Linked DNA regions of Gossypium hirsutum: regions 1 and 3 are each linked to region 2. A link is a contact called in public Hi-C data. All regions are on one chromosome and are shown on one strand. Each heading gives the region's core, a stretch centred on a gene start, on an enhancer-like site or on the middle of the called end of the contact. The rest is flanking DNA. Distances are from core to core; before and after follow the strand shown.

Region 1 (3,096 bases), core at 238-2,737, 180 kb after region 2:
ATTTATTTGATTTGGAGAAAATCTTCCTATGTTTAAACCAGACAATACAATGTTGAGGATAATTAGTGACCTATTTATAAAACAAAAAAGGTAGCACAATTGATGCAAATAAACCCGACTTGACGCATATATCTTTCTCGCTTCTAAGATGTAAAAATTAATCCAAGAATTCAAGATTGTTTGGGAGGCACCAGACATATATATTTATTATTATATCAAATTCTCCAATATCAACACCAAACACACTTAAAGAGAACAGTAAATGCAGGGCCTTGGTCTCTTCAACCAGTAAATTTTTATCCAATCTCAAATTTGTATAAAATATTTTATGTTTACTTGCATTTTTAAAAGTATATGTGTTAATATTCTTCATATTTGTTTTATTTCTGTTAATAATATTGTCTTTAAAATTTAAATTTACACTTCCCTTAAAAATCTAATATATTGTATTATTAGAAAAATATTTGAAAAACAAAACAAGCCATGTTTTTAAGAAATGATTTAGCAGAAGGGAAATTGAGGGTCCCCATGTCCACATCATATGCATCATTGCATGTGCTTTTAGCTGGAAAATGATTTTCCAGTGCCGTGACCTAAGATTTTATAGCTTTTTGTGTCCTCGTATAATAATAAATTATCATTTTAGGTATGTACTTTTTGTTTATTTATGGAATTATGAAACCGAACCCCAGGATTAGTTGAACAAAGATAATAAATTTGGGTAAGGTGGTTGGCGTAGTAAGTAAAAGATGAAATATATATATATATAAATCATGAATTATCCAGACTGGATTTGGGTTGTTAAAGAAAATGATGAGCAGGATTAATTCATATCCAAATTTAAGACAATAACACTATGATATCTGCTCCAGACCCCCCCCCCAAACCTTGGATCTTGTATTAACCCTTTCTTTTTCTTTATTGCATGATAAGCTGGGTACAAATTACAAAATAGTAAGATACGATATGATTAATTTAGAATTCACACATAAGAGATGTCAAAAAGTGCAATCAATATTTTAAAATGGATGTTACATTGGATTCGAGGGTATTATTTTAATTAGTAAGTTTATTAAGGCATTTCAAAAATAAAATTTAGATCAAGCTCACATTATTCACTTAAACAAAAAAAAATATAAGAAAATCTCAGGATAATAAAATTTGAATCATTTAATAGATTTCAAATGGAATAAAATTTTTTGAATAAATTAAAATAGAACGAGACAAGACAAAGGTTAAACGCATCAAACATCTACATAGGTGATTATTATTTTCAATATTTTACATTCATAACAAAACAAAATGAATGATGGAACAAAATATACCAACTTTAAGCAATAATAAATCTAACAATATATATTTCCACTCCCATCGAGATGTACCGAGCAAACTTAAATAAATCCATTTTTTGTTTGAAGGAAGGGCTACGAAATGGATTTATATTGTGCCCGAACATAGGGGCCTCTTTTAGTCCATAGGGTTTTGTTTGAAGCCTTAATTTATAGGCCTTGTCATCTTGTAAAACCAAGTTTTTATCTCTGTTATGGATCCTACATCACACATTACAAATTCATAAATCTTTTAATGAAAGTTTTAACTCCACAAGTAAAATTAAGAAGTTGATAAGTGTCTTACAAGAATATAATAAAATATTAAAAAAATAAAAATATATATTTTAAAAAGACATGTGTAATTTTTTAAACCTATTTTTATAATAAAAAACTTTTTACTAAATTATATATATGGTAACCAAATTACAATATAAAAACTAAATCTGCAATACAAATACTAATACCATTTTAAACCTATAAAACGCCAAAACCATATAAAAAGATCGCAAGAGAAGTGAAAACAAAACACCTCAAAATTTTTGCATCTACATCCCAACCTTTGACTCAATATATTATGAGGTAAGCAATTATCACCACATATGCAATATCAAGGCATAATGGTAAGATAATAAAAATGTAATCTTTAAAATGTTAATACTAAGCATGGTTTATTTAAAATCTAGGTAATGGATTAATTATTATTCTTTATGTCAAGACTAAAATTTTAAAATTCAAAAAGTATAAAGACTTAGAATGATCTAATTGAAAAATATGGACTATGTAACAACCCGATACAGTGGTGTCGAAAAGTACGATTTTAGGTTTCATTTTAATAGACCGAGTCTATAAATAATTAATAAAAATATTTACGGAGTTATGCTATAAATGAATTGAATCGAGGTTAAGTAATTCAGTTGATTTGAGTATTTAATCTAGTTCAAGAATTAAATTGAAAATTTAGATCGCTATAAATTTTAATTTGAAAATAGTTAAAAAGGACTAAAATTGCTAATAGCCCAAAAATTTTGGATGGCAATAAAAAATGCCAATTTTGTGGCTAAAAAATGTTGATGTTATATGTTATTATTTATTATAAAAAATTATAAAAAATAAAATAAGTTAAACTAGTTTAAGTGGAAGGAGAGAGAAGATGTCTTCTCCATCCTTCCACGTGACAAGAAAAAAAAAAGAGAGAAGAAACATAATAGATTTGGTTAGGGTTTCAAACTTTAATCCACAAATTGGTAAGTGTAATTTATTACTTTTCTTATAAATTTTATATTTTTGAGATCGGGGAATCATAATTTAACTAATTTGTGTATCAATTTATAAAACCGTTAAAGTTTTAGAAAGTTACCATTAATGATTTTTCTTTTTTTTATGTTAAATTGATAGATTTTTAGTGTATACATGAAAAATGACTAGATTTTTGAAGTTGGATGTTAGATTTTTCACTTGAGAAAATAAAGTAGATATCAAGTAGAGTAGTTATGAGATTTTGTTAGAAATCGATAATAGAGGGTCTAAAATAGAAGGAAATGAAGGCGGATTATAAATCGACGCTTAGAATGGAGAGTTATGCTTGTTTCGATTTTAAGAATTTAAATTGAATGAAATGTGAAGTTTGTCTAGGATAATAATTGACTATGAATTGGGTGAATTATTGATCGTGTTATTTGTTTATGTTAATTCGTAGCTATTGACAATCCGATTTCTTCAAAAGCGAAGGAAAAAGCTAAAGTCACCGATGAGTAGTTTGAAATTT
Region 2 (2,979 bases), core at 191-2,690:
TAATATTGTTATAGTGACATGAGTAAAATTACATAACTAAAATAATTACCTTACATGAATATAATTTTATTTTTTTTAAAAATTATCTTCTCTCTGGTGTATGCCTCAATCATTTGTCTGTAGACAACGAGGGTTTCAGACTTCCCAATCCTCAAACAAGTACACCATCTGAAAAGAAAGCAAACTTGCTAGATAACATTTTCATTAAAAATAATTCTTAATCGAATTTTTAATTTTTTTTACTTATTTACAAATGAGAAAACATAATGTTGGTGACTCAATGATGCTAGAAATAGCATCTTTGACAATGCTCAGGACTACGGCAATATCAGGCACCTGCCTATATCTTATGTATGGTGCTTTGTCACCCGACAAAGCTCAAGGTACAACGTTGCTAATACTGTTGAACCCCAACTATACGAATGAGCAATTTGAAAATTAGCCAATAGAGGCCAGTACATTAGGTGGACTTTATTATTATTTGTGTTTGGCATGAGTGCCCCCTATCACCTCCATTATATACGCTCAAGCAGCGCACATATTCTCCCACTCAGAGGCACTACTCGATAAGGTTTTGATAATTTGTTTTAACCAGGAAAATCTCAAACTAGTAAACTTAGCACCACCATCAACCATCGATCGTCCAAGCAATTGATAGCAAAGCGACGCAGGTTCGATCACTTTACTTGAACCTGTGACTGCAACCACCATCCAATGGGAGCTCGAGTTGCAATGCAACATCTTTTAAGGTGATAGTGCACTCCCCACATGGCAAATGAAAATGTGTGGGTTTTCGGGCATCATCACTCAACCAAGGCGGATATTAAGTCAACCCTCAAAACATTCTAATCAATGTCGTTATTCCAAATCTTGATGCACCTTTTCTTTTTTTTTATCAACTTTGTTTTTTTTAAAAAAAATTCAAAGCAGTGTCACCAGTGTATCAGACAAAACCAATAAAAAATATTTTTTCATATTTTTTATCCACTATAATACCTATGAAAATACAATATTTTAAAAATACATACTAATTCTGCCACTCTGTCAGGCGACAAAAAAAATATTATTTTTTAAAAATAACATGATTACAACATATTGAACAAAAAGTAAAGGTAATGTTGCTTATACGTCGCGTCACCAAAAAATAAAATAACAAACATCCTATTTTTATAATTAATTTATTTCCCACTATATTTTTGTATTTAATTAAATTTTTAGTATTATTTAAAAGAAAAAACCCAGCAAACCAAATATGGAATTTCCCGCACCAACCACGACAGACACAACCGCAAAAACCAAACTCAGATCAGACACACAAACCCTTTCCTTTTGTTCCAACTTAAAAAGCTTAGCAAGTGGGGTCCACAATTTATTAGGTTCATTCCACTTGATGGTGGTACTTTCGTAATAAATGGGCAAAATGAGTTACCCACATGTCATTTGCTGCAGACTAACGGAGGTTGAGAGGGAAAAACAAAAGTGGACACGTTTTCCAGGCTTTTCTTCCTTTTCTCTGCTGTTCCCTTCCTCCTCTCTTTTATCTCTGCCTTTTCGCATATTAATATATAAACAATACAACAAAAGCTATATATTTGTATTATTATATTATATACACACATATCTCAACAAGTTCTCATTTCTTTCTTTGCTCATTCAAAGACCGAGAGAGAGAGAGAAAGAGAGAGAGATCCAAAGGCTGCTCAAGCAAAGCTCTAGCCTTGGTCTTTCGCATTTTCTGTCACCATGATCTCCTTGCATAGAAGCTGTTTTCTGGTAATTTCAAATCAACCCATTGTTACTCTCACTATTTCTTGACTACCCATTTCCTAGAATTTAATTCTAAATCGAAACTAAGAGATTAAATCTCTTTCCCTTCTTTTTCCCCTTTTTTCTTTTTGGTATTTCAAGGTCCTTTTTATACCATTAAAGATCTCAAAGGTCTCCTTTTTGTTTTCAATTTAATATCGTTACTGTCTGTTTTGAAACAGAACAACAGCGGCATTTCTGGGTCGTCAAGCCTTTTCTCTTACAAGTTGAATAAGCTGCCGCCAGCTTCGATCAAAGCGACGGCTTTAGGTCCCAACAGCGATACAAACGCCAGCGTTCTGATTGAGAACAACAATGCATTCAAAGGAATAACACAAGATGACACTTCTTTTGCTGCTGACGTGGACATCAATCTCACCGTTGCCGGCGGTGATCGTGAAGTCTACTATGATGACGCCGCCACAGAGGATCAGCTTGTCACCCCTTGGTCTGTCTCTGTTGCTAGGTAAGATTCTATTATTTTTCCTTTCATAATAACTATTTTTGTTTAATTTTCATTTTCTTCCTTATGAGCTTAATAGGTTTGCTTGCTATGTCATGATGGTTTGACATTTTTATACTTGTTTGTGAGATCTAATATCATTGTTTTTGTATGGTTTGTTGGACCCACTAAACTAAGCCCCTTTTTTAGTGCTGGATCTTATTTTATTGTATGGTTTATATTATAATAGTTTGTGTTTATTTATGATTTTCTTTTTGGTGCTTATGTGGTGGAATCTATGACTGTTTTATCTTCAATGCTAGATCTTTGCTTTGTTGCTGAAATTTTGTAATTGAGGAATTAGAAAGAAAAGAAAAGAAACTTTTTAGTGCATATTCAGCCATCTCCCTTGTCTGAGTAAAATAAATATATAGTTTTAGTAATCAATTCTTTGGGAGCTTTTATATTGTTTTCTTCTTCTTCTGTCACCACCTTTGTCTTTGTATTAGTTGTTTGGGATGAATGGAGTTTCTCTAATGCTAGAACATATGACATGTTTGATCATTAGTGCCCTAGTCTAACTCTTCATCATCTGCTGCAGTGGGTATTCTTTGTTGCGAGATCCTCACCACAACAAAGGCCTTGCCTTCACTGAGAAAGAGAGAGATGCTCATTACTTGCGTGGTCTTCTTCCCCCAACCGTTATTTCTCAAGACCTACAGGTTTTCTAC
Region 3 (3,326 bases), core at 789-3,288, 190 kb before region 2:
TAGTCCCAGATCGTGTCCAAATTGATTTTAGGGCCTTGAAGGCCCGATTTAAGGGCCAAATGTATATAAGGTTGTAATAAGTTTTAGGTAATTTTGTTAAATGAAATTATTGATATGTTTTGATATTAATTGTTCGAAATTGTACGGTAATGCTTTATAACTCTAATTTAACGATAAAAATGAGTTAGGGGTGTTACAACGCTTGCATGGTCTATCCTACTTTCTATCCCTAATTACTTTATGTAGACAATTAAGATTCCATTACTATTTGCACTAAAATTGAAAAGAGTACTTGAGGTTTCATTTGGGGTAAGGATACAGGTGGTCATAAACCATATTTGGTTAATTGATTTAATTGTTGTCAACCATTATCCAATAGGGGTCTTAGTCTTTGTTGTCTTAAAGTGCAGAACGACTGTTTCCTTCTAAAGCTAGGGTTCAATTTTCTCACAAATAAGCAAGCATTGTGGGTTCAACTTCTCCGTGCTAAATATAAAGTCAAAGACGTGTGTCCGGTGGACATATCGAAGGGTTTGTGTTCCTTTGTTTGGAGGTCGCTTGGTCTGTTGGTGATCCAATCATAGTATGGATAAATAATTGGGTCTCGAAAATTAGTCATTTTATTAACTTTTGCTGTAATATGGATCTCATTAATATGGATACTACCCTTTGGGAGGTTACGTTAGTTGACGGTAGTTGGGATTGGAATTTTTGGCATTGTATGGTGGATAGAAACGTTGTTCTTTATATTGTAGGTATCATGCCTTCGAATCCTTCTATTGGGCAAGATGAGCTAATTTCCACATGATCTACTAACAGTGAGTTTACTATCAAATCGACATACAAACACCTGATGTAGAACTATTTGAAACCTGTAGACAGCAAATGGAAATTGGCTTGGTCTTTTGAGGGCCCTCAACACGTTAGACAATTCTTCTGGTTAGTTTTTAAGGAACGATTGCTAACGAATGCCGAAAGATTCATAAGAGGAATGGTTGGCAATCCTTATTGCTTAATTTGTGGTAATTCTGAAGAATCTATCATCCATGTTTTGCAAGACTGTAACAAGGCTCGTGTTCTGTGGAAACAACTTATCCTTGAAAGATGTTTAATGCAACTTTTTCCATCCTGTTATTAGACTAGATCACTTTAAATTTAAGGAATGATCTTGATCTAGTCTATACTGAGGTAAAGTGGCAATCTCTGTTTGGTATAATTTGTTGGAATATGTGGAAACAAAGGAATATGTGGATTGTTCAAGGGGTGGATGTTGATTTAAAGCATATTCTTATCTCTTCATAGAGTTGGGCGAGTTCTATCAAGCATTGTCTTATTTCATCTGTTGGATCTTCTAGGAGCTTTAGCCGTTACAATAATTGGAAACCTCCTCCGTCGGGTTTCGTTAAATTAAACACGGATGGGGCAAAATCCTCGAGTTTGGGATTTCCATCAGCTGCTGTTGTGGCGTTAGATGTTATGGGCAGATGGCCTGGAGGTGTAGGCAAAATATTGGAAGATGTAGTGTCGAGCAGACGAAACTTTGGGCAATTTATGACGCCCTTGTGTTGTCTTGGGATGCTAAATGGGATATTATTATCGTTGAAATGGATTATGCCTAAGCCCTTACAGCAATTTCGAACAAATCTCGTGGTAAATTGAACAGTGATTTAGTGATAAAAATAAAGGAACTTTGTAGCAGAAAGTGACAGATAATTTTACAAAATGTCCCAAAAGAAGTTAATGCTACAACTCATATATGGGTTGGTGCAATGCAAAAGATCTCATATGGTTCTATCAGGTTCAAAGAGATCCCAACATAAATCATTGAGCAAGCTTAATTTAATGACAACCAATTTGTAGTACAACTGCTTTATCTTTACAATTGATTTATAAAAACGGGGTGCTTTATCTTTACAATTGATTTATAAAAACGGGGTATAGAGAATAATAGTACACATTGAGAACCAAAAATAAAGTATAATAGCCAAATTAATAAAAAATTGTACAAATATCAAAGTGATAATTTAACAATAGTACGGGTCGTTTATTTTTCAAACTAATATTTTTGGCCACGTGGTCTCCTATTTCGAACAAAAGGAGTTTGGGCGAGTTGAAGTTCCCTTCTCAATTCCCATTCTATTTCTCCATTGACCTCTCTCTCCTGATAATCACCATTGAAGCGAAACCAAAGCGTATCTCTTCTCGTCTCTGAATCTCATCAATCAGCAACTGAACAAGAAAACTTACAATTAACTACTGCTGTCTACTGCTACTAGTCTACTACCTAGGTACTTAATTTGTTCGTTAATAATATGAATTAATCTGGTACTTAATTTGTTCGTTAATAATATGAATTAATCTATCAAACCCTAGAAATTCTAACTCCTCACCGTCTTTGCTAATCGTTTAGAACAGCACTATAGGCAGCTCATAGTCAGCCACGATGCCGTAGTGCTAGGAACTGCTCTCAACGAACGCATCCTCCGCTCTCTTCTTTCTGTTCATCGACTCAAGGTCTTCTTTTTTCTTTTTCTTCCCATTTACCTGCTGCTATAATATATTTCCTATCTTCTTTTCTTTGTTTTTCTTTTAAGTAATTGATTTCTGATCCTAGATCTTGATGGGTACATCTTAGATTTGTGTACGGATCTGTTGGATATCGTTGCCATTGATTAAGGCAAACACCACGTCTATGCCTATCTTTCTTTTTCTCTCTCTCCCCCCTCCTTTTTCTGCACCATTCCTTATCGAGGTGCCTTTGATTAAGGCATGGATCTGTTACATTTTAACGAGGTTGCTGCAAATAGGATATGTTTCCCCTAAAATTTTCAATCCTCCTGTCAGTAGCTACAACGATGCAATTATACTGAAATAAATCAGTTTAATCTAATCAAGGGATGCCAACTACTGACATCCCCCTGTCAAATGTGAAAAATTCTCATGATCCTGCTTGTATAGTTGATCATAGTTCTTTTTTTGAGTAAAACCTCTTTATCGTCTAACCATCCCCAATTGCTTGCACTATGTAACTCTTGAAAATGTTTGTGCTAAGGTAAAGTGAGTCTTCTAGATAAGCTTGGTTTTCCTAAATGCTTTACTTGTGAAAGGAAATGCAACTTGTTTATTCTATAACGTTGATTTCAAAGTAGAAAGTGTCTTTTGTTTCGCTCTTTTTGGAAAATTACAAAATGGTGCTAGATATTTATTATATTACTTTTGTTGTTTGTTCATTTCATTTGGTGCTGTTCATCATGCATTTAGGTTCTGCATATGGATAGGAACAAGTACTATGGAGGAGAGCCTACATCACTCAACCTGATTCAGGT

What was found. A called contact is a pair of places that touch in the nucleus more often than the background predicts.
Region 1: a contact with region 2 is called in a Hi-C map of leaf, with 3 times the contacts expected there. The contact joins the enhancer-like site here to the promoter of LOC107950654 in region 2. A contact is called at or near these places in 6 of 34 Hi-C or Micro-C datasets (callus, hypocotyl, leaf and 1 more).
Region 3: a Hi-C map of leaf shows a contact between it and region 2, with 2.9 times the contacts expected there. The contact joins the promoter of LOC107950626 here to the promoter of LOC107950654 in region 2. A contact is called at or near these places in 4 of 34 Hi-C or Micro-C datasets (hypocotyl, leaf and seedling).

What each region holds. Positions count from the first base shown.
Region 1 is chrD03:11,323,017-11,326,112 of Gossypium_hirsutum_v2.1, reverse strand. No RefSeq gene overlaps it. Among protein-coding and RNA genes, the nearest start is that of LOC107943047, 66 kb to the right of the region's middle. Within about 2 kb of position 1,487, at least 3 of the 9 cell types and tissues checked have an H3K27ac peak or open chromatin away from gene starts, as enhancers often do. A contact at or near this core is called in leaf, where this site is marked.
Region 2 is chrD03:11,498,717-11,501,695 of Gossypium_hirsutum_v2.1, reverse strand. LOC107950654 (NADP-dependent malic enzyme) reads left to right here and starts at 1,440. Exons shown (of 20, transcript XM_016885534.2): 1 at 1,440-1,773; 2 at 1,989-2,272; 3 at 2,850-2,970. The coding sequence starts at 1,744.
Region 3 is chrD03:11,690,496-11,693,821 of Gossypium_hirsutum_v2.1, reverse strand. It overlaps LOC107950626 (probable dolichyl pyrophosphate Glc1Man9GlcNAc2 alpha-1,3-glucosyltransferase), which reads left to right and starts at 2,038. Exons shown (of 9, transcript XM_016885506.2): 1 at 2,038-2,288; 2 at 2,416-2,514; 3 at 3,262-3,324.